Regions from separate parts of the Mus musculus genome. Here region 2 is linked to region 1. Evidence: chromatin contacts called from public promoter capture Hi-C data. All regions are on one chromosome and are shown on one strand. The core of a region is the stretch at or near the end of the contact, and the rest is flanking DNA. Distances in the headings are between cores, read along the strand shown. Region 1 has its middle 8.6 kb from the start of Gm22154. Region 2 holds the start of D830031N03Rik (RIKEN cDNA D830031N03 gene).

Region 1 (5,435 bases), core at 1,972-4,471:
GCCTGTGGAGGCATCTGCACTCACTTGCTTACACACACAAACACACACACACACACACACACACAGTATCAAATAAAATAAAAAGTTTTAAATGCTTTAAAGATGGTGGTGGCACACTGCCGTAGGTAGGGTTTTATTACTGTGAAGAGACACCATGACCAAGGCAGCTCATAAAAAGGAAAACAATTCTTTGGGACTGGCTTATAGATCCATTATCATCATGGCTGGAAGCATGGCAGCATGCAGGCAGATGTGGTGCTGGAGGAGACACTGGACTCTACACTGGGCAGAGCTTGAGCATAGGAGACTGCAAAGCCCTCCCCCACAGTGACACACTTCCTCCAAGGCCATACCTACTCTAACAAGGCCATGGCTCCTAATAGTGCCACTCCCCATGGGCATTCAAATACATGAGTCTTTGGGGGTCAAACCTGTTCAAACCACCACATATACCTAAAATACTTGAGAGGCTGGGGCAGGAGGATTCCTGCTAGTTTGGGACCAATTAATCTACACAGTGAGTACCAAAAGCAGAGTAAAGTTATAGCATGTAACCCCAGCTCCAGAGGCGCGGACGCCCTCTTCTGGCCTCCTCGGCACCCACACTCACTAACATGTATACACACAGCACAGATAACTAAAAATAAATCTTTTTGTTTGAGATAGGGTCTATGTATCCCTGGCTGACTTGGAACTCACTATGTAGACCAAACTGGTCTCAAAATGAGATCCACCTGCCTCTTCCTCTAGATGCTGGGATTAAAAGCATGGACCACTATAGCCTGTGTCTTTGCAGTAATTTGATCCAGTAATTCTAATTCTAGGAATTTACCCTGAAGACTGCTGTAGGATGTGTTATGACCTCCCTCTGATTTATTATCAAATCAGCTGCAAGAGTCAATCACCTTCAATCTGGAGCGGACTTGGAAGATCATTTCAAGGCCACCCTCATGAAGATTAACTCTCTCTCTCTCTCTCTCTCTCTCACACACACACACACACACACACACACACACACACACACCATTTGTATGCAATTCTGCCCTAATTGCATGTGGCTTGTGGACTCAGGGTCTCAGGAGTTGGGGAGCTTGGGAAAAGTGGTTATCAGAGGGGAGGGGGACACTCCACCTCTATGGCTGTGGGGAAACCATCCATTCTTGTTATGTTCTCTCTTGCAGCTGTCTGAGGCCACCTCATGTCAGTAATGCATCACCTATGCCCTGTAAGGAAGCCTGATAAACTCACTGGGTGACAGCTAGAATCCTATGTCCAGCTGGTATCAGGAGCTTCTCGGGGGAGTTCTGGCTAAATATACCTCTAAATGTGCGTTGTTAGAACAGCCACTGCCTGCAAGGCCATGCACAGGGCCCTGGGTGAATCGGTGATAGTCAGTCTACCCATGGACTAGGAAAGGGCAAGGAAGCCAAGACCTGATGCTGACTGAATTCCAGAAGCCGCTACACGAAAGAACAAAAGTTCAAAAAGAATATCTGTATCTGAAAAGAACAAAACCAAACCTAAGGATTTGCCAGGATCGGTTAATACGGTTTGCATGGTTGTGGGGGGAATCTTTAGGTTATGAGGACTCCGCCATACTGAGTCGCCTTTGAAGGTGACGCCTGCCCCTGGTTCTGCCTATCGGGTGCTCCTGCACCATGAGCATGCCTTCCCTGCGGTGAGAAACAGAGATCCCTTCCTCCTGAGTCGCTCCTGTCCTGGACTTTATTCCAGTGATGAAAAGCATAAAGAAACCAGGCAGGCCTACCATGAGCTGGAGGGGGTGAGAAGCAGAAGCAATTTCACTGTAGAATTCCTGGCGTGGTTTTCAATCTTTAGTGTGCGGACAGGTGTTTTTGTTTTGCCTGCATGTATGTCTACCTACCACTTGTGTTATTGGTGCCCACAGAGGTCAGAAGGTATTAGATACCCTAGAAGTGAAATGACAGAATGTGTGAGCCACCATGTGGGTGATGGGAATCAAATCCATGCCCTCTGATGCAACGAGTGCTCTTAACCACCGAGTCAGCTCTCTAGCCTGGTTTTACAGTAGGTGGAAGGTAGTCTTTATTTAAAAAAAGAAAAAAAGTGGTAGCAAGTGCTTTTAATCTTAGTACTCAGGATCTGTGAGTTCGAGGCCAGCCTGATCTACAAAGTGAGTTCTGAGACAGCCAAGGCTACACGGAGAAATCCTGTCTTGAAAAACCAACAATAAGTAAATAAATAAGATGGGCAGTGTCACACACCTTTAATCCCAGCACTCAGGAGGCAGCGCCTTCCGGGTCAGGGTCAGGCTTTCCTATGGATCACAAGTTCCATACAGCCACGGCTACCGGATGAGACGCTCTCACTATTATTAATAACAAGACTGAAAGGCAAGCATAATGATGTAGGCCTTGTGATCTCAGCATCAGACAGGCTGAGGCAGGAGAATCACTTTTTTTTTTTTTTCTTTTTTTTTTTCCGACAGGGTTTCTCTGTGTAGTCCTGGCTGTCCTGGAACTCACTCTGTAGACCAGGCTGGCCTCAAACTCAGAAATCCGCCTGCCTCTGCCTCCCGAGTGCTGGAATTAAAGGCACACGCCCCCGGCTAAGGCAGGAGAATCTTAAGTTTCAGGTTACAACAGTGAGACCCTGTGAGGGGGAAAAATAATCTCAAAAATGAAGCCTGATAACTTTGCCCTACCAAGTGACAGCAGATATTTCTGAGTCCACTCCATGTACTGCCTCAAGGGACGCACTCTGGTCAAGTCAGCTTGACAGGCTGTGAGGCCTGGAAGCGCTCATGAGGCAAAGAGTTTCACGGAAGCTCACCTCCTGGAGTTTTGGCGTTCTTATTAACCCATATACTCATACCCTATTCCCGAGTTAGTCTGGTGTATGGATCCACGTGCTCTCTTTTAGTATTATCTTATTATAAGTGCCTTTTAAGATTGAATTCTGACATAGCTAAGCCTTCACCAGTGTTCCAACGTCCTAGAAAGTCCTTGAGCTGAGCATGGGCTTGGAATTCAGGAAGAATGTTGCCTGTTCAGTGACATTCAGAATAGCCTCTGGTACTACACTATCACTTAGAATAAAAGCCAAGTCATATACAGGAATTTACAATGGTTTAGGAAGTAGATTGGGCTGTGGCTTTAGAGTATTGCATTATTCATGAGATGGTTAGCTAGAACGGAACTCCCTAACTAGAACCATGACTTGGGTGTGGAAGCCCTTGCCCTAGGAGTGTAAAGACCTCACACCTGGCTTCTAAGACTACAGCTGACCTTAGATAGAGCTGACTTTGTCTCAGTTGTTTTATTGCCCAGTTCCGGCCAGTCTTTGTGTTTACATTCCTCTGTTTTGTGTAAGAGTCATTAAGCATCCGGTAAAAAATTTAAAATTCTTAAATTTAAGAATTTAAGAGTAAATGGGGCATTTACTGTTTCCTTTCGACTGGTGCTGAGTGGAAAATAATCTTATTCCCTTATGTACATGTACTAGCTACACAAACGTGTATCCAAAAAGCCCGATTACCCATAGGTATAGGAAGGAAATTATATGCCTAAGAGTTGAATGTCAGCAAAGCAAGAAAATGCTGATCAGAGACAAGAGGAAACACTGGGTCAGAGTATTCGAGTGTTCTCTGGGGGAAACTCAGTAGTTAGACCAGCTGCTACAAGGCCCGAAGACAGATCTCAGTCCTAAGCTTCCGGGAGTCACAGTGACTCAACTGCACTGTACAGTACTGCACAGTACCCAAATGCAGAGCTGGGGCAAACTGAACACAACCAAACTCAGGCAGGCTCAGGGAGACTCACCTGCCCACTGCCAGGTTTAAAGACTAAGGGGCCACATGCAAATGACATAAGCCTTAGAAGCTGGGGAAGAAACAGCCTCCCCTGCAGGCTCCAAGAGGACAGTCCTACAACACTGCAATCTTTTTGCTCAGTAAAACCTACTTTGCAGAAATGCAACCAAACCTCTGATGACCTTTTTTTAAAAAAAGATTTTATGTTGAGTACACAGCAGCTGTACAGATAGCTATGAGCCTTCATGTGGTGGTTGGGAATTGAATTTTTAGGACCTCTGCTTGCTCTGGTCAAACCTGCTTGCTCAGTCCCTGCTCACTCCAGCCCAAAGATTTATTATACATAAGTACACTGTAGCTGACTTCAGATGCACCAGAAGAGGGCGTCAGATCTCATTACAGATGGTTGTGAGCCACCACGTGGCTGCTGGGATTTGAGCTCAGGACCTTCTGAAGAGCAGTCAGTGAGCCATCTCGCCAGCCCCTTCTGATAACCTTTTAAAAGCACCCCCACCCGCCACATCCCTGCCAAGCCTGTAGCCTACCGATCACTTGTGTGGTCTCTGAGTGACAGAGGTCAAAGATCAGGTGATTTTCCTCTATCAACCCCCATCTTTAAGATATAACTGTAGCTGTGTACGTTCACAAGTGAAGGTGCCCAAGGAGGGGCAGAGGTCTGAGAACCCCTGGAGTTAAGATGGTTTTAAGCCTCAATGTGTCCAGAAATATTAAGACTGGCTAGAAACTCAGGAGCAGATTGTTTCTCCAGAGATCAGAGTCAGAATCCTCAATTGCCTCTAATTCCAGCTCCTGCAGTCTTTGGACCCAAGAGTATCCACATGGACACTTTTTTCCGAGACAGGGTTTCTCTATATAGCTCTGGCTGTCCTGCAACTCACTTTGTAGACCAGGCTGGCCTTGAACTCAGAAATCTGCCTGCCTCTGCCTCCCGAGTGCTGGGATTTAAAGGCTTGTGCCACCATGCCTGGCTACATGGACACTTTTTAAAAACCCCCAAAACCTTACAGTTTGGGCTTTTGGACCTGTTACTTAAAAGGAGACCAATTCTTATGGGAAACTACCCATAGCCCTAAGGCAGGCTTGGCTGGAAGATAGGAAGGCAGCTGACCGTGGCCAGCACTTGGGACTCTGATATCATGGGACTCCTGAGCATTTCCCCAGAGCAGAAGCCTTGCTGCAGAAACTGGCCAACTGCACGCTGACGTAAGCAGGAGGCAACCGAACTTTACTCCAGTGAAGAGGACGGAGGCTTTGGCCAATGGGCTAGCAAATCCTACCCTGTCCCTAGGGTTTGCAGCGACCCCACAGATCCTGGACTTTCCTGGTGTTAGCATTCTACATTCAAGTATAAAGATTCTGCCATGGTATGCAGAGCGCATTCTAGGACAACTCAATTCACAGTTCACTCTTTTCATGCTTGGGTTGGGTTGGCTCCAAACTCACTGGGCATTACTGCCCTGTAATTCCTGGTCATTCTGACTCCAGCTGGGATCACAGATGCTGGCCAGGAGCCCAGGGGCTTGGTACATGCCAGGCAAGCTCCACCCCAACCCATTTAAATTACCACATGCTTGCTAGCCCAATTACATCCTAAAAATAAAGAAAAGTAGCCGGGCGTGGT
Region 2 (5,435 bases), core at 1,577-4,076, 110 kb before region 1:
AGGGAGTTTGAGGCCAGTCTGGTCTACAGAGTGAGTTCCAGGACAGCCAGGGCTACACAGAGAAACCCTATCTTGAACCGCCCCCCCCCCCCAAAAAAAGAATAAAACTAGGAGGCTTCCTGCTTTTTGTTTTTGTTTTTGAAAGAGTAGGTAGATTATATGAGCCTGGTGTGTGTGTGTGTGTGTGTGTCTGTTTGTGTGTGTCTGTGTGTGTCATTCTGTCTGTCTGGAATGAGGAGGTCCTCACTGTAGACCAGGATGGCCTCAAACTCGTAGAGATTTCTGCTTCTTGCCTGAAAGAACTGAGGCCATCATGCCCTGTGGAATCTTTTCTAGAGGCTCTGTTTAAACTTTTAGGAAGTTTCTATGTAGTATTTTAGTGCTTTAATTAAACAGAGTGTGACTAAAAGTGATAAGTAGTTTGAGTCTGAACCTCGGTTATTAGACTGTTCCATTTATTTATCTGACATTGATGAGAAGAGTAAACCAAGGTGGATAAGTGTGGGAAGGGGTTAATTAGGAAAAGATTGACCTGATTGGCACCTGACTTGGTGAGGAAACAGGAAAAGAATTTTTGTCTGTGAAGGTTGTGATTCCATATCAAGACCATTCTTTATAATAGAATAACCACCCACCCTTAACTCCAGAGCTGGAATTCCTCAGATTCTTCTAACCAGAGGGGCCCTGGCGTGCTAAAGAGTCTGTTATGATATCTGAACACGTGGTGAATGTATTTGGCCAGGAAGACTTGCAAGTGAAATAAATCCTCTATGGGGTTTTCCAGTTGCATTGAATAATTACAACAAACTTAAAATCTGAAGTCCATGAATTGTGAAGTATCCAGTCTGTAAGTTGATTTGTTCTTAGGATCACAGTGTGTCAGGGGTTGAAGGGACTTTAAAACACGCCCTGAATAAACTTCAAGATTTCTTAATCTGTTTCCTGAGATTGCTATGCCATGTGGTTGCTTGAATTTCTGCTCACATTCCTTTGGGATCAGGAAAAGTCACCCTTTTAGGGAACACCTTATTCTTTGAATAGCAGTGAGAAAACTGATGGTTTGAAATCTGCCCTTGGATCTTGGTGTGCCAGTTTAAGGAGAGATTCAGCACAAATTTCCTTCCTCCCACATCCCAGCTCCTCAGATTCTTAATGTTGATCATATCCCCTGAAATTTGCTCTCCATCAAGTATTCTTGATTCTTTTCACTCTGGGTTCGTAGAAAAATGTTCTAGTGTCTTGCACTATTGCACCAGGAAGCCACAGGATTCTGGATAGCTTTCTGAAGTTTTAACTTTAAAGACTAGGGTATCTAGAATAAGATGATACAATGTTTAAGTATTCTCTCCTGTTTACAGATGGAAAGTCTTTGTATTTGAGTGGGTAGAATTGATCAGCTTCTTTAGGAGTGAGAAATGAAGTATAAAACATTTTGCCAAGCAAAGTTGTCTTTTACTTGACTAATCTGATCATGGGCTTCAGCCTGTACCTCATTTTTGCCAAGGAGTTTCTGGCTCCTCAAGTAAGTTTAAGGCTTAGCTCCAAGCTTCACTGCCAAATCTCCACACACCAGTGACTCGTTTTATTTACTGTTTGTGTGAAGAGTAGAAATAACTTTCTCATAAGTTTTATCATCTATATTAACTACTTGGGCCAACAGGACTTTGTACATTTTAACTGACCTTTTTCATCCTCATGAAATCCGAGGGACCATCATAAAGGGAGTCAAGTATTACACCTCAAAGAGATGCAAGCTACCTCTGGCAGGCAGTCTTCTGGGTTGCTTTGTACTTTTCTTAACAATTACAGGGTCTCTAGATAGCTTTCCTAAAATCCAGAACGTAGTTTGCAGGATTGTGTAACACATTTCTCTAATATTTTCATTCTTGAGACTTGAAATATGAACTCATGCTTTTCATCTAGCCCTTCAGAGGCTCAGATTTCCTTGGACGTGCACAGCGGTTATAGCCAATCCAGGTGTTGGTCATGGGCTGTTCCTGCTAGAGTCTCCACTGCCCTGCAACCCGCACCCCATTTTCCGGTCATTAAGACCGCTGAAGTCTGAGCAGAGAAATCCAGGTGGCGAAATGGGCCAAGATCTGACATACTTGAGAAGGGAAACTGTGCCTAGAGTTTATCCAATAACTTGGTTCCTGAGTCTAACTTAATTCCTTGGCATGCCAAGAAAAGACTGTGTTTAAGGCTAGCCTGTTCTTTGGTCAGCGCCAGAGGTGACATTGGAAAAATACAGGGATAGTCGTTGGCGGCAAAGCTGGAGCCTAGGATAGTGCAGACCGCCCACCCCAGCCCGTACGTCTCTACCGGCAGATGGGGCCCCCGAGTGGCCCTAGCCACTACCGGCTGGTAGTGGGGGCGGCGGGGGCGCCCCTTCTGGGTTCGCCCTTGGGCTGGGCTCCCATCCCGCCGGTTGGAAAGAAGCGGGGGCGGAGGGGCCGGGCCAGCGTTGTGAGGGCGGGGCTTTCCTTTGTCAGGGGATTTGCCCGGCATGACCAGGACTGCCCCTCTCCTCTCACCCTCGCAGGCGGGGACACTATTACTCCCGTGGGTGAGGAGGGAGTGAGCTAGAGGGGGTGCGGGATGAGCTGGAGTCCCTCGCCCCAACCCCGGGAAGCCCCTCCCTCGCCGCCTTGGCCTCCAATCCTTGCCTCCGCCCCCTCCCCTCCCGGCGGGGCTCCCTATAGGCCCCGCCCCCGTCCTCCTCCCTAGCAGTCGGCGCCGCGCGCTCCCGGGCTTCCAAGGGGGCTGCCCGGGCGGGGCAGCGGCTGTGGCGGGGCTAGAAGGGGGAGGAGATCCGCCCGCCACCCGAGCACTTCCAGCCAGCGGCGTGTGAGCGGGCCGCGCGGCGTGAGAGAGGCGGGCTCGCCCCCCTCGTGCGGCCGGAGCGGAGCCTTTTGTTCCCGGCCAGAAGTTTGCATGCCGGGACCGTGACAGCTGCGGGCGGGGAGGACGGCTGCAGGGCCGGCGGCGTGGTGGAGAAAAGAGGCGACTGCTTGTCATGCAGCCCACGACGCGGCGGCTGGGGGCCGGGGACCTGCAGTGGCCGGGGAGGCGGCGCCCACAGGACACGGGACTTACTGCTGCCGGAGGGACAAACTAACTTCCTGAGCGCTAGACCCAAGGCCGGCCCGCCGGGAGCCACCTGCAAGGTTGCGGTGAGGCGACCCTGGCCCTCCGGGGCGCGAGGCATGGCGCGGGTTTGCGGGCGGTGCTAAGTGAGTCCAGACTGCCTCTTGGCCGCTGCCGCAGCCTGCCCGCCTTCTGAAAGGCCCAGCGTGGGCCTCCACTCGCCTTGTTTTGCGGCCACGATACAGTGTTGGCTTGGAAGCCACAACAATGCCATGATGTTTTGGAGACAGGAAGCCCCAAGCTGGCCCCGAATGAAGGACTTCCTGTGTTTAAAGTTGCAGGAATATCCGCTGACCAGCCCTGTTCAAATGCAAACACCCAACTAGAGAGGACGAATGGCTAATTCAGACCAGCTGGACTCTTTAGGGCTGAACACAGGATAAAATGAAAGGAATTCTTAGGAGCTTGGACCATACTTGAAGGCTAGAGAGGGTGTGCCATTGTTATAAAGGACATAGTTGGTATACATTTTCTGCTTCCAACTCAGCTTTGGTGCGAATCGAGTGAAACTAGATATTGAATAAGACTTGTCAATATCAAACGATTTTTTTGCTGACTGAATTTGAAAGGGCTTTAGAAAAGTAAAACCAGAAGCCATACAAGTATTTGTTTTATGTTTATTGATTAAATAATATCATTTGTCTTTCTGCAGTTATGAGGCTGCTAGCCTGTGAGGGAAAACCTGTTTGTCTTATTAGAGTTTCTCCCAAAATGGTTTCAAATTGGGAACTTCCAGATCTTTCTGAAAGGCAGATGCAATTGGTGGTTTGGAGTATAAACATGTAAGAGGACTTACAATTCATGTAGAATGTATTTTGAGAGAACCCGTGGCGGGGAAAAAAAACTTTTGAAAGATTGATGGTTCATCTTTATTGAAAAAGTATGGGTAAGCCACTTAGCAGGCCAGACTGTTTAAGGCGGAACCCTACCTGCCTGGGTAAAGGGGAAGATGAGGATGGCTATATAGAAGATTGCTATGTTCCACAGCGGTCTATATACGATACAATGAGGATAAATGAACAGATTGACCAGGGGTCAAAACTTAATCAGACGTCAAAAAGCACCATGGAGAAGATGGAAGGAAGTACCATATCCAGCAATGGTACATTAGGAGCATCATCTAATGTTTTTGAAGCTAGAGGACCAGAAGGCAAGAAGCTGGATGAGAGGATAATATTTGATGCATTAAAGCTAAGCAGTGATGTGCAGAAGTCAGCACCCGTGCCACCCAGACGTCGGCCAAATGCAGAACGCAAAGATAATGTTAACAGGAGATCGTGGAAGTCCTTCATGCCACCCAACTTCCCAGAATTTGCAGAAAGGATGGAGGCTTCTCTCAGTGAAGTATCAGAAGCTGGAGCTTCAAATCCTTCCTTGCAAGAGAAAAAAGAATCCAGTTCTGCATTGACAGAAAGTTCTGGTCACTTTGACCACAGGGAACCTCAGTCTGAGTCCGTTACTTTGGAACACATGTCCAAATCTGTAGATATTCCAGAAGTGCAAAATGTAAAAAATTTGAGAGACTGCCAGGACTTCAAATTCCAACAGCACAGTGAGAGCTCTCCCCATGAATTCCAGCCTCTGGGCTCAGAAGCTGCAGCAGCAAGTGGTAACACAGATGAAATGCAGGAGCACAGATTCTCAAGTGCAACCTGGCCCAGGGCCATGAAAAGTTCCTCCAAGGGAGGCTTCAGTGAGAAGCAGTATCCCCTTGGGGACACTGCCTGTGCAGTGGAACTACCACCTCTCTCTCCTTGCTTGAGTGAAGAGCTGTTGGATCCAGAATTGCATATGCTTATAACACCTAGCCTGAGAGAAAAAACAGAGTCTGAGTTAAAATTTGAGGAGGATGAGCGATGGATCATGATGGAGGCAGAGGAGGAGTGGGAGGAAGAGAAATTGTCAGAGGAAAGAAAGAGTCTTGTTACAAATGAAGAGACTAGTTTGGCAGATCCCCTTGAAGAAAGTGACCAAGCAAACTCAGTACCAGCAGTAGAGGATGGGTCGGATCGTGTGGCTGTCTCTGGAACTTCTGACCACCTCGCTCTTCATCAGATGTGCTGCTCTGTTGACCTGCAGCCAACTAGGGATCAGCTTGCTTCTGTCCCCAGGGGTTCTCCCCCTGACTGCACCTGTGTGCCTGCAGGTGACACTGTTATCAGTGAGGTGAAAAACAGACCTGATCAGGGGCTAGAGGGTCTGACTTCAGGGCTCCAGTGCCCTGTTGAAGCAGAGCAGCTCTCTGACACAGATTCTGTGCAAATGTTTCTTGAACTTGAGAAGGAATG

What was found. Promoter capture Hi-C pulls out the DNA fragments that hold promoters and counts their contacts.
Region 2: a promoter capture Hi-C map of embryonic stem cells shows a contact between it and region 1, with 2.6 times the contacts expected there. The contact joins the promoter of D830031N03Rik here to the enhancer-like site in region 1. A contact is called at or near these places in 11 of 39 promoter capture datasets (the C10 cell line, the HPC-7 cell line, cranial neural crest and 5 more), 1 of 15 datasets of contacts at CTCF or cohesin (the NIH/3T3 cell line), 1 of 484 Hi-C or Micro-C datasets (the G1E-ER4 cell line), 9 of 115 datasets of contacts at active chromatin or transcription factors (the 230-238 cell line, acute myeloid leukemia, effector CD8 T cells and 4 more) and 3 of 9 other capture datasets (adipose tissue, liver and pancreatic islet).

Annotation. Positions count from the first base shown.
Region 1 is chr4:123,299,052-123,304,486 of GRCm38.p6, reverse strand. No RefSeq gene overlaps it. Among named protein-coding and RNA genes, the nearest start is that of Gm22154, 8.6 kb to the right of the region's middle. Within about 2 kb of position 3,221, at least 11 of the 459 cell types and tissues checked have an H3K27ac peak or open chromatin away from gene starts, as enhancers often do. A contact at or near this core is called in embryonic stem cells and trophoblast stem cells, where this site is marked.
Region 2 is chr4:123,409,302-123,414,736 of GRCm38.p6, reverse strand. It overlaps D830031N03Rik (RIKEN cDNA D830031N03 gene), which reads left to right and starts at 2,826. Exons shown (of 1, transcript NM_001167918.1): 1 at 2,826-5,435. The coding sequence starts at 4,030. All of the region lies in intron 57 of Macf1 (microtubule-actin crosslinking factor 1), which reads left to right.